Linked DNA regions of Rattus norvegicus: region 1 is linked to region 2. The links are chromatin contacts, called in public HiChIP or PLAC-seq maps. All regions are on one chromosome and are shown on one strand. Each heading gives the region's core, a stretch centred on a gene start, on an enhancer-like site or on the middle of the called end of the contact. The rest is flanking DNA. Distances are from core to core; before and after follow the strand shown. Region 1 holds the start of Prpf19 (pre-mRNA processing factor 19). Region 2 holds the start of Vps37c (VPS37C subunit of ESCRT-I).

Evidence for each region. HiChIP or PLAC-seq counts read pairs in DNA pulled down with a chosen protein or histone mark.
Region 1: a contact with region 2 is called in an H3K27ac HiChIP or PLAC-seq map of oligodendrocytes, with 6 times the contacts expected there. The contact joins the promoter of Prpf19 here to the promoter of Vps37c in region 2. A contact is called at or near these places in 1 of 12 Hi-C or Micro-C datasets (Schwann cells) and 1 of 1 datasets of contacts at active chromatin or transcription factors (oligodendrocytes).

What each region holds. Positions count from the first base shown.
Region 1 is chr1:216,964,952-216,968,708 of GRCr8, reverse strand. It overlaps Prpf19 (pre-mRNA processing factor 19), which reads right to left and starts at 2,202. Exons shown (of 16, transcript NM_139333.3): 1 at 1,997-2,202. The coding sequence starts at 2,015.
Region 2 is chr1:216,759,246-216,763,395 of GRCr8, reverse strand. It overlaps Vps37c (VPS37C subunit of ESCRT-I), which reads right to left and starts at 1,752. Exons shown (of 5, transcript NM_001396993.1): 1 at 1,540-1,752.

The DNA.
Region 1 (3,757 bases), core at 953-3,452, 200 kb before region 2:
GTAAAAGGAGACTCTTCACTGTGTCAGCCCCAACAAGACCCTGTCCTTTATAGTCAGCTATCAGGAAGCAAGGTCTGTGACAGCAAGCCTGCCTGTACTTGGTCCCACAATGCTTGCCAACTACTTACCTAGAATCTCTGGTCTGCTGATAATAAAAGTCAATAAATAATAACTGCCCAGATCCTATGTGCCAGTGCGGTATAGAGTGGTCGATCTCTTTTTTGAACCCAGATGACTAGGCACATGACAGAGAAGTACACAGAGCACAACTCAAACTTCTGTCATCCATCGGGAGCCCGAGATGGATCAACAAGAGAAATTACAAAGCCATGTGACAAGCACTGATAAATTAAAAACAAACAAACAAAAACTTTCCATTGCTCTGCTACTACGTGCCAGGCAGAATTCTATTCTAAGCGCTCGACAGAATAGTCTGTGTACCCTTGAAGATGGGACTTACAGCTGTCACTGACCTCCAGGACAATGCAGAAGCGAAGCACACACTTGATAAACATCAGAGCAGATTAAATAAGTGCAAAAGTACTGGGGCTCAGAAAAGAATATCCCAAAGTATGGAGCCCTGGGCATGCCAAACTACCAAAAAAAAAAAAAAAAAAAAAAAAAAAAAAAAGCCTCAAAAGCAAGAACCAAGGTCTCTCTGACCTTCTCAGACCCCCCTTGCTTCTCTACCTTCCCCTAAAAAAGACAACTGGATCACTCAAGCAGACAAGTGAAAGCTACCTCCACATCAGACTCTTCTGAAGGCCGCTCTAAGATAGTGACTTATCACATCACAAAACAGCTCTTATTCATCACATAATTCTATTCGCCTTCCCATAGGTTGTGAGTCAACAACCCAAGGCTTCAAGCTCCTATCCTTCTCAGTGTCTTCCCTTAGAGTCACTTAATTTTGCAGGACTCCATGCACATGTAATTAAGTATTTGTTTCAGTACTTAAAATCCCTATTTTTGTATATGGCTTTCCTGTCCTATTCTGTAGGTTTATCTCACTACTCAACGACTGAAGCTTTCTGAGAGCTTTCCCTCTCCTACCAGAGGAAGGATGGCCCTGGGCATGTAAGAGTGTTGTTTCAAAGATGAAAAGGAAACAAATCGTTCATAAATACTTTGCAAACTGCTATTTCTTCACTATGAGACTTCCTTTTCTGTTTGTCATTTCCCTCCTTCCTTTCCCTCTTTGAATTAATGGCAACGTTCTGAGAGGGAAAGAGAGAAAGTGAGGAAACTAGTAATGGGGTAAACAACTGGGAGAACACCCGCAATGCCGTAATACAACACCCAAAGACAAGACCATATACTACATGGGAAAACCATGGATCCAGGCTCAAAGAACCGAGCTCCATGGCTTAGTTTCGTCGCACACCCCTGGATAAACCCATTCTTCAAGTCTTCCGACAACCTCTGTAACACACGGATCTTTATTTCCCTTCAGACAATTCTTGTAAGCATAAAATGAGATCACCGTTTGGAAATGCATCGTAAATCAATACAGGTTTTCTAAACATTCGCTGTTTTCATTAGTCATACTGCGCGAGGCTAGAAGCCAGACACCTGGCTTCCAGCCCTGGTCTCGAAGTCACTGCATGATCTCTGCAAATCAGAAACTCCAATTCCTAAGCGAGGTTTCCCAAGCAATATCCATTGCAATGCTTTCAATTTTGCAGGTGGGGAAACTGAGGCCCAAACCCGCTAGAGCCCAGATCACAGTCGGAGGCGGATCCTGGACACGTCCTCGGGTTTTTGACACCAAGAGCTGTTTTTCACTGCACCAGCTCCTCCCCCCACTTCTGCTCAGGCCTGTCTCAGCTCTGTAAAACGACGCTGGCTTCAAAAGACCCCTGAGACAGTCATTCTTCCCAGCTACGTGAATTGCGCATCACTGCGCAAATGCACCCTGCACGCAGGGCCGGGGGCTCTAGGGCCCGAGCCACAGCGGCCGCACACGCTCCCGCCTCCCGCCGCAGCCAGCACTCACTCGAGCAGATCAGGGACATGGCGCCGTCGTAGCGCTGCTGCCAGTCGCCTCACAGCGGGTTCCCGGACTAGCTCTGCAGCCTCCGCGGGCCACTTCCGGTCCCCCGCCGCTTCCGGAGCGCTCGGACGCGGGTAGACAGCTGCCCGGCGTGGCGATGCTCGCACAACTGCTTCACGTGGGGAGGTGGCCGGTGGCGCGCCTCAGCCTTCTGCAGCTAACGGAAACTGCCCTTTCCCAGCATGCAACCGAGCAGGAAAAGGCCCGCCTCGGAACACTCGGCTGTTTCCGCATTGGCTCGGCTTCTTCCGGCGAGTTTTCCAAGAGGCCTGAGGCGGGAAGGAGAGCAGAAACTACATTTCCCATGAGGCTGCGGGGATCTTAAACCTAGGAATCTGGCCAAGGCTGTTTTTGAGGCGGAGCTGCTGTCACCCAGGGAACACTAGTCTTTGAAATGTTCGTGTGCAGGACAGATTTCTCAGGAGCTTGTAAAAATGCAGATTCCTAGGGTCTGCCTTAGAGAGTCTGTAGGTATGATTCTGAGCCTGTGTTCCTTGGCTGCCTTTTGAGAAACAATGTGACCCCGTAAATAAAGCACAAATGAGTAAAGAAGCTAACACTGTCTAGGTTCTGTCTCTACTCTTGCTCTGGGAATTTGGGCAAGTCCCTGGCTTCGTTGCCTGCTACGTTTTAAATATAGTCTGTTTTCTAAACTCGAGGGAATTTAATTCCTGGCGTTTATGTGAATATTTAAAAGAATGGAAAGTTGATGGGTGTGTTTGCACAAGTCTTTAAGCACAGGCACTGAGCTGCAGAGCCAGGCAGAACTCCGCGTTCAAGTCCAGCCTGATCTGTACAGTGAGTTCTAATCCAGGACAATCAGGGCTGTGTAGAGAAAGCATGTCCCAATAAACAAACAAACCGTAAGAGTGGAAAGTTAACAGGACTATGGTGTTTTTCTGTGGTTTCATTTTTGTTTCTGTTTTTCAAGACAGGGTTTGTGTGTGTGTGTGTGTGTGTGTGTGTGTGTGTGTGTGTGTGTGTGTGTGTGTGTATAGCCCTTGGCTGTCCTGGAACTCAGTCTGTAGACAAGACTTGACTCAAACTCAAAGATCTTCCTGTCTCTGCCTTTTGAGTGCTGAAATCAAAGGGATGTGTCATTACTATCTGGCTTAACTGTGGCATTTAGAGGTGGGATCTTTGGAATTAGAATAGGACATAACAAGAATCCTGGTGGGGTTCTTATAGGAAAGAAAGTGAACAGGCACAAATGCATGAGTTGACTTCCATAGTTGTGACACCAGAAGAGGCCCTAGACATTGCCTGTGTCATTCCCTGTGAACCTTGTGCTTCTAGAACTTTGAGCCAAGAGGGCCCTCTTTTCTTTAAAGTAGCCTGCCTCCGATATTTGTTAGAACAACGGTTCCCCGCCACCTACCAACTGTTTATGTTTTCTCTAACAAAAACCAGACCGGCCGCTGGGCCTGATACCTGAGTTCAGTCACCAAGACCCACGTGGCAGAAGGAGAGAACTGACTTCTGCATATTATCCTCCAACACACACACACACACACACACACACACACACACTAAAATAAATAAATAGTCTGGGCTTGGTGGCACATTGAGAACTTACCTCAGAAAAAAGGTAAGTAGATAAAGTAAAACTAAAATGGAGTGAGTCACACTGGAGTTCCATGTTACCAAATTAAAACTAGCTTTCTGACCTTCTGAGAAACCAGGACAGAAAGAGGTGAAGGCCAC
Region 2 (4,150 bases), core at 503-3,002:
CTGATATCCACCTCATATCCAAGCTCCATTGGCCCAGCAAATCTACAAATTTGCATCAAGATCTGAATCACCCAGGCAGTGTGTGTGTTAAAAACAAACTCCTGGGGCTCTGGCCAGATAACATCTGGAGACAGAGATGGGGGCTCTGCATTTTCAACCAGAATTACCATAAACAATTCTTAAGCTCCAACACATTAGGGCAACTGAGGCATCTGGGAGGCAGTATTAGAGTTAAAGTCACATTTGCTTTGAAAAGAGACAAGGGAGTTAAACAAATCCTAACAGCCACTCACTAGTTGATACTAGCCAATTCCGTAAACTGGGATTACCAGTCACTCAGAGGTGTTCTCTGTATCTAGAATCCAGTTCAAAACATCCCCCAAAACAGTACCCAGCACAGGACAACGGAACATGCAACCAGAACTACTGCTTGGCAAAGCAGCAACAGAAAAACAGCCCCACTGAAGCACTCCATCATGTTTTCTACTTAATGGAAATGACAAAGGCACTGGGCCAGATTTCCAAGACAATCTTACGAAAAAGGCTTTTCTGGGCACTATGATGGCCAAGAACAAAGACTCATTTCAGAGTCCACCATTTCACACAGCAGCCTTCCATTCCACAATCCCCAGATCAGGTCCCTTCCTAGGTACTAAGCAAAGAAGAGTCTTTCCCTTCTAAGTCCCTATCTCATCACCATTTCTAGCTGCAGGGCTGACACTGAATATAGAGTGACACACTATAGGTAGAGACACCTGGATAATAGGCATGGAGCAATGAAGGAGCCCTGGTACTCTGTGAGGCTCCTTAGCTCAAGCTGGATAGCCCTAATCTGATTGACAAGGTATAGGCTGGACTCAAGAAATGTGAACCTGATTATAGTCAACTCTACCAGTAACTCAAACACATCTCTGGGAATGTCTTGATCCGCCAAAAAAGTGGAAGAACACCCCTAACCAGCTGTGAGGGAAGAATCAAAGCAGAACCAGACACATGCTGGGACCATACACTGCTGTCCTTGACACCTGGAAGACCCAGAAGTAAGGATGGCTCAGCCATGCTGGACATCCAAGTCGGGATCCAGAAGAAAGAGGAAGAACCCCACCTATTGCTACCCTGGGGAAAGACACAGGCCAGCAAAACAAAGGTCAGAGTCCCTCCAACTCCACTATATCGCTGGGGCAAGTCAGAATACACGCAGGCCTCAGTTTCCCAAACCGTACAAGAGGCAAAGAGGTTCTCAATGACATAGTGACCACAAGATACTCCTACAGAGGGTGAAGGACTGCGTGGCGTTAGCGGATAGGTGGGAGGGGGCGGGGCTGAGGCAACCGGAGAGGACAGCCTCCCACCTTCCATCCCTCCCACCGTGCTGCAGGGGCGCAGGCCCACAGGGAGTCACGCGCCCATTGTGCCCAATCGCTGGCCTCGGCCAGGAACCCAGCCGGCGGAAGGCTTCAGAGCTCGCCGGCAACGCCCCCAGCACGGTTCGCCACCGTCCGCCGCTGCCCAAGACCCTCCCCAGCGGTGCTCACCTACCGGAGCCGCCGCCACGGGCAATCAGCCGCTGCCTGCACTTCCGGAATCCACGAGCCCGCCCCTACCGGATGTGACTTCCTCCCGCGTCCAGCCGGGAGCGAGCCGCAGTGCCCCTCCGCCGCGCTCCCGGCGTCCTGCTTTGTGGGCCTCGGGATGGCCACGATACCGGCACTCATACGCGGGTGGCTTCAGGAGCAACACCCGCGGAAGGCCACTCGGCCCCGCCCGCGCAGAGAAGGCCCCACCCCTAACTCCGCCCCCGACGCAGGGCTCCGCCCATTACTAGTGCGCCTGCGCAGACTTGCAGGCTTGGCTTCATTTGACAAAAGTTCTGAAGTATCCTGAGAAACAAGCATGGAATTTCCAAAGGGAAAGTCCAAATGGCCTAGTCTTGCACCATGGTATCCCTGACCTGCTGTGCACACTCCTTTTTATAGTTTGACCCTAAGACTATAATGGCTGAGGTCCTAAGTGTCCCCTTCAGACCCTGCTATGTACCCTTTGTCAGGACCCTAGATTGCACTTAGTCGTCTGTAGATGGGTAGTTCTGTGTAAGCATCAGACTTCATCCATCCTCACTCGCCCAGGGTGACAAGCTCCAGGAAGGGATAAGAACAAACCAGACCTAAGAGGTGAACGCCATTCCCTTTTGGCCACAGTGGTTATGGGGACCCTGGGATATTAGCTTCCAGCCTAAGAAAACCATGTCAATGCCTGGGCTCTGTCATGCAAGGCCTCCTCCTGCACTTGAATCTGACTTCTGTCCACACAAAGCAGCTCTCATCTCAACGGGAATAAGAGACACTTTGTTCTGAGTCAAGTAAGAGTGACCATGACATGGGACACAAATTCAGTTTGACTTAAATAACCTGTTCCAATGTAGAAGTGTTTTGTGAAGTTTGTAAAGTAACAGAACAAGGCATACACCAAGGCATTTTTCAGATACATTTCTGAGGCCATCAGGTCAGTAGATAATGAGGAATTAGGAGAAATCTCTGCTTGGGTCTGAGATGCTGTTTGACTACATTTTAGCTTTGGAGTCTGCATCCCAAAAGGTTTACCTGATAATCACATTGATATGTGGTAAGACATGAGCAATGGTTATTAAGGAGACTAACAATAATTATGGGACAATGTGACCTTGTATCTGCAGCATCCCAACCCCTACAATCAAGTTCTTTTTTTTTTTTCTTTTCTTTTTTTTTTTTTTTTTTTTTTTTTTTTTTTTTTTGGAGCTGGGTACCAAACCCAGGGCCTTGCGTTTGCTAGGCAAGTGCTCTACCACTGAGCTAAATCCCCAACCCCCACAATCAAGTTCTTATTCGTCACCAGCCTTATAAACAGAGCCCTGGCCATTTTTTTTTTCCTGGGAACGTCTGTTTCATGAGTTTCTCTTTTAGGTCATCGAATTTCGACAGGATATCCCAAATTTTCTACTTCATGTTCTAGATCTAAAATGATCATCATCGTTCCCATTGGTCAGAACTTCCTCCCCTTTACTTCATGGGCTTTGTGTCACATAATCCACCTTCATCAATCAGATTTTTTTTTTTTGAGACAGGGTTCTTGGGTCTCGAGTCACCTGTGCTGTCCTAGAACTCTCAAAGTAGTCAAGAGTAACCTCCCACCTCTCCCTGCCAGGTGCACAGCTGCCATGCTGGAGAGAGAACCCAGGACCTCACACATGCTAGCCAAGCACGCTGCCAGCTGAACCACATCCCCTACCTTGAGCACAGTTACTCAGAAGGAATCAGGACAGAAGACAGCTACACACACAGATGCCTTGCTTGAGGTGCTACCTACCAACTCTTTGGGTGCCAGTCAACACGCTGGAGCTCAATGCTGTTTGTTTTGCAAATATATCATTTTGCAAGAACGAGAAGTCAGAGTGAGGACTGTTAACAGCAGCTTCCAGAAAGCCTGCTTGACAATTTCTCTATGGTTGGGAGAGCCAGCCAGGGCAGCGAACCTCACTGTTTTTGTCATCTCTTATGCTGTGTGATTTTTTTTTTTTAATTTTCAGCTGACAAGCAGACTCCATTTTGTGCATCATTATATGCAGGTGCTGGAAACTTTTAAAGCTAAAGCCCAAACAACCAGAACCTGAAAAATAGACAGAGCCTGCTGCAGACACTGGGTCAGTCAATGCCAAGCTGTGGTGGTAGACTTTTTGAATAACCAGACTTGGAGCATGATAGGAGGGAGGGAGAGCAGTGACAGGAAATGGTCTCTTGTGAAAGGAGGCACTAGGAAGGATGCCTTGACATGGCTTCATAGAATCCCCAAAGCAGCCCCACACTAGTTGGAGGTCAGGACACCTCTGGACCCACAGGCTGGGCCAGGAAGCCACAAACTAACCTTTCAACTCTTCAGCTGACCACTCCCAGCTACCTGACTAAACCTCACAGCTGGAAGACACTTTGCCAGGACTCAACCTGGGACCCTCCAGTTCCAAGTCCCAGTTCATGCTGTGCCACTAAACCACATTAATCTTAGCCAAGTCCCTTCTGTTTCCTGGCACTTAGTTCCCCATGTGTAATGCCAAGGAGAGACCCAGAACTCATCCTCTGTCAAGATACTCCATGATGGGGCTAGAGAGATTGCTCACTAG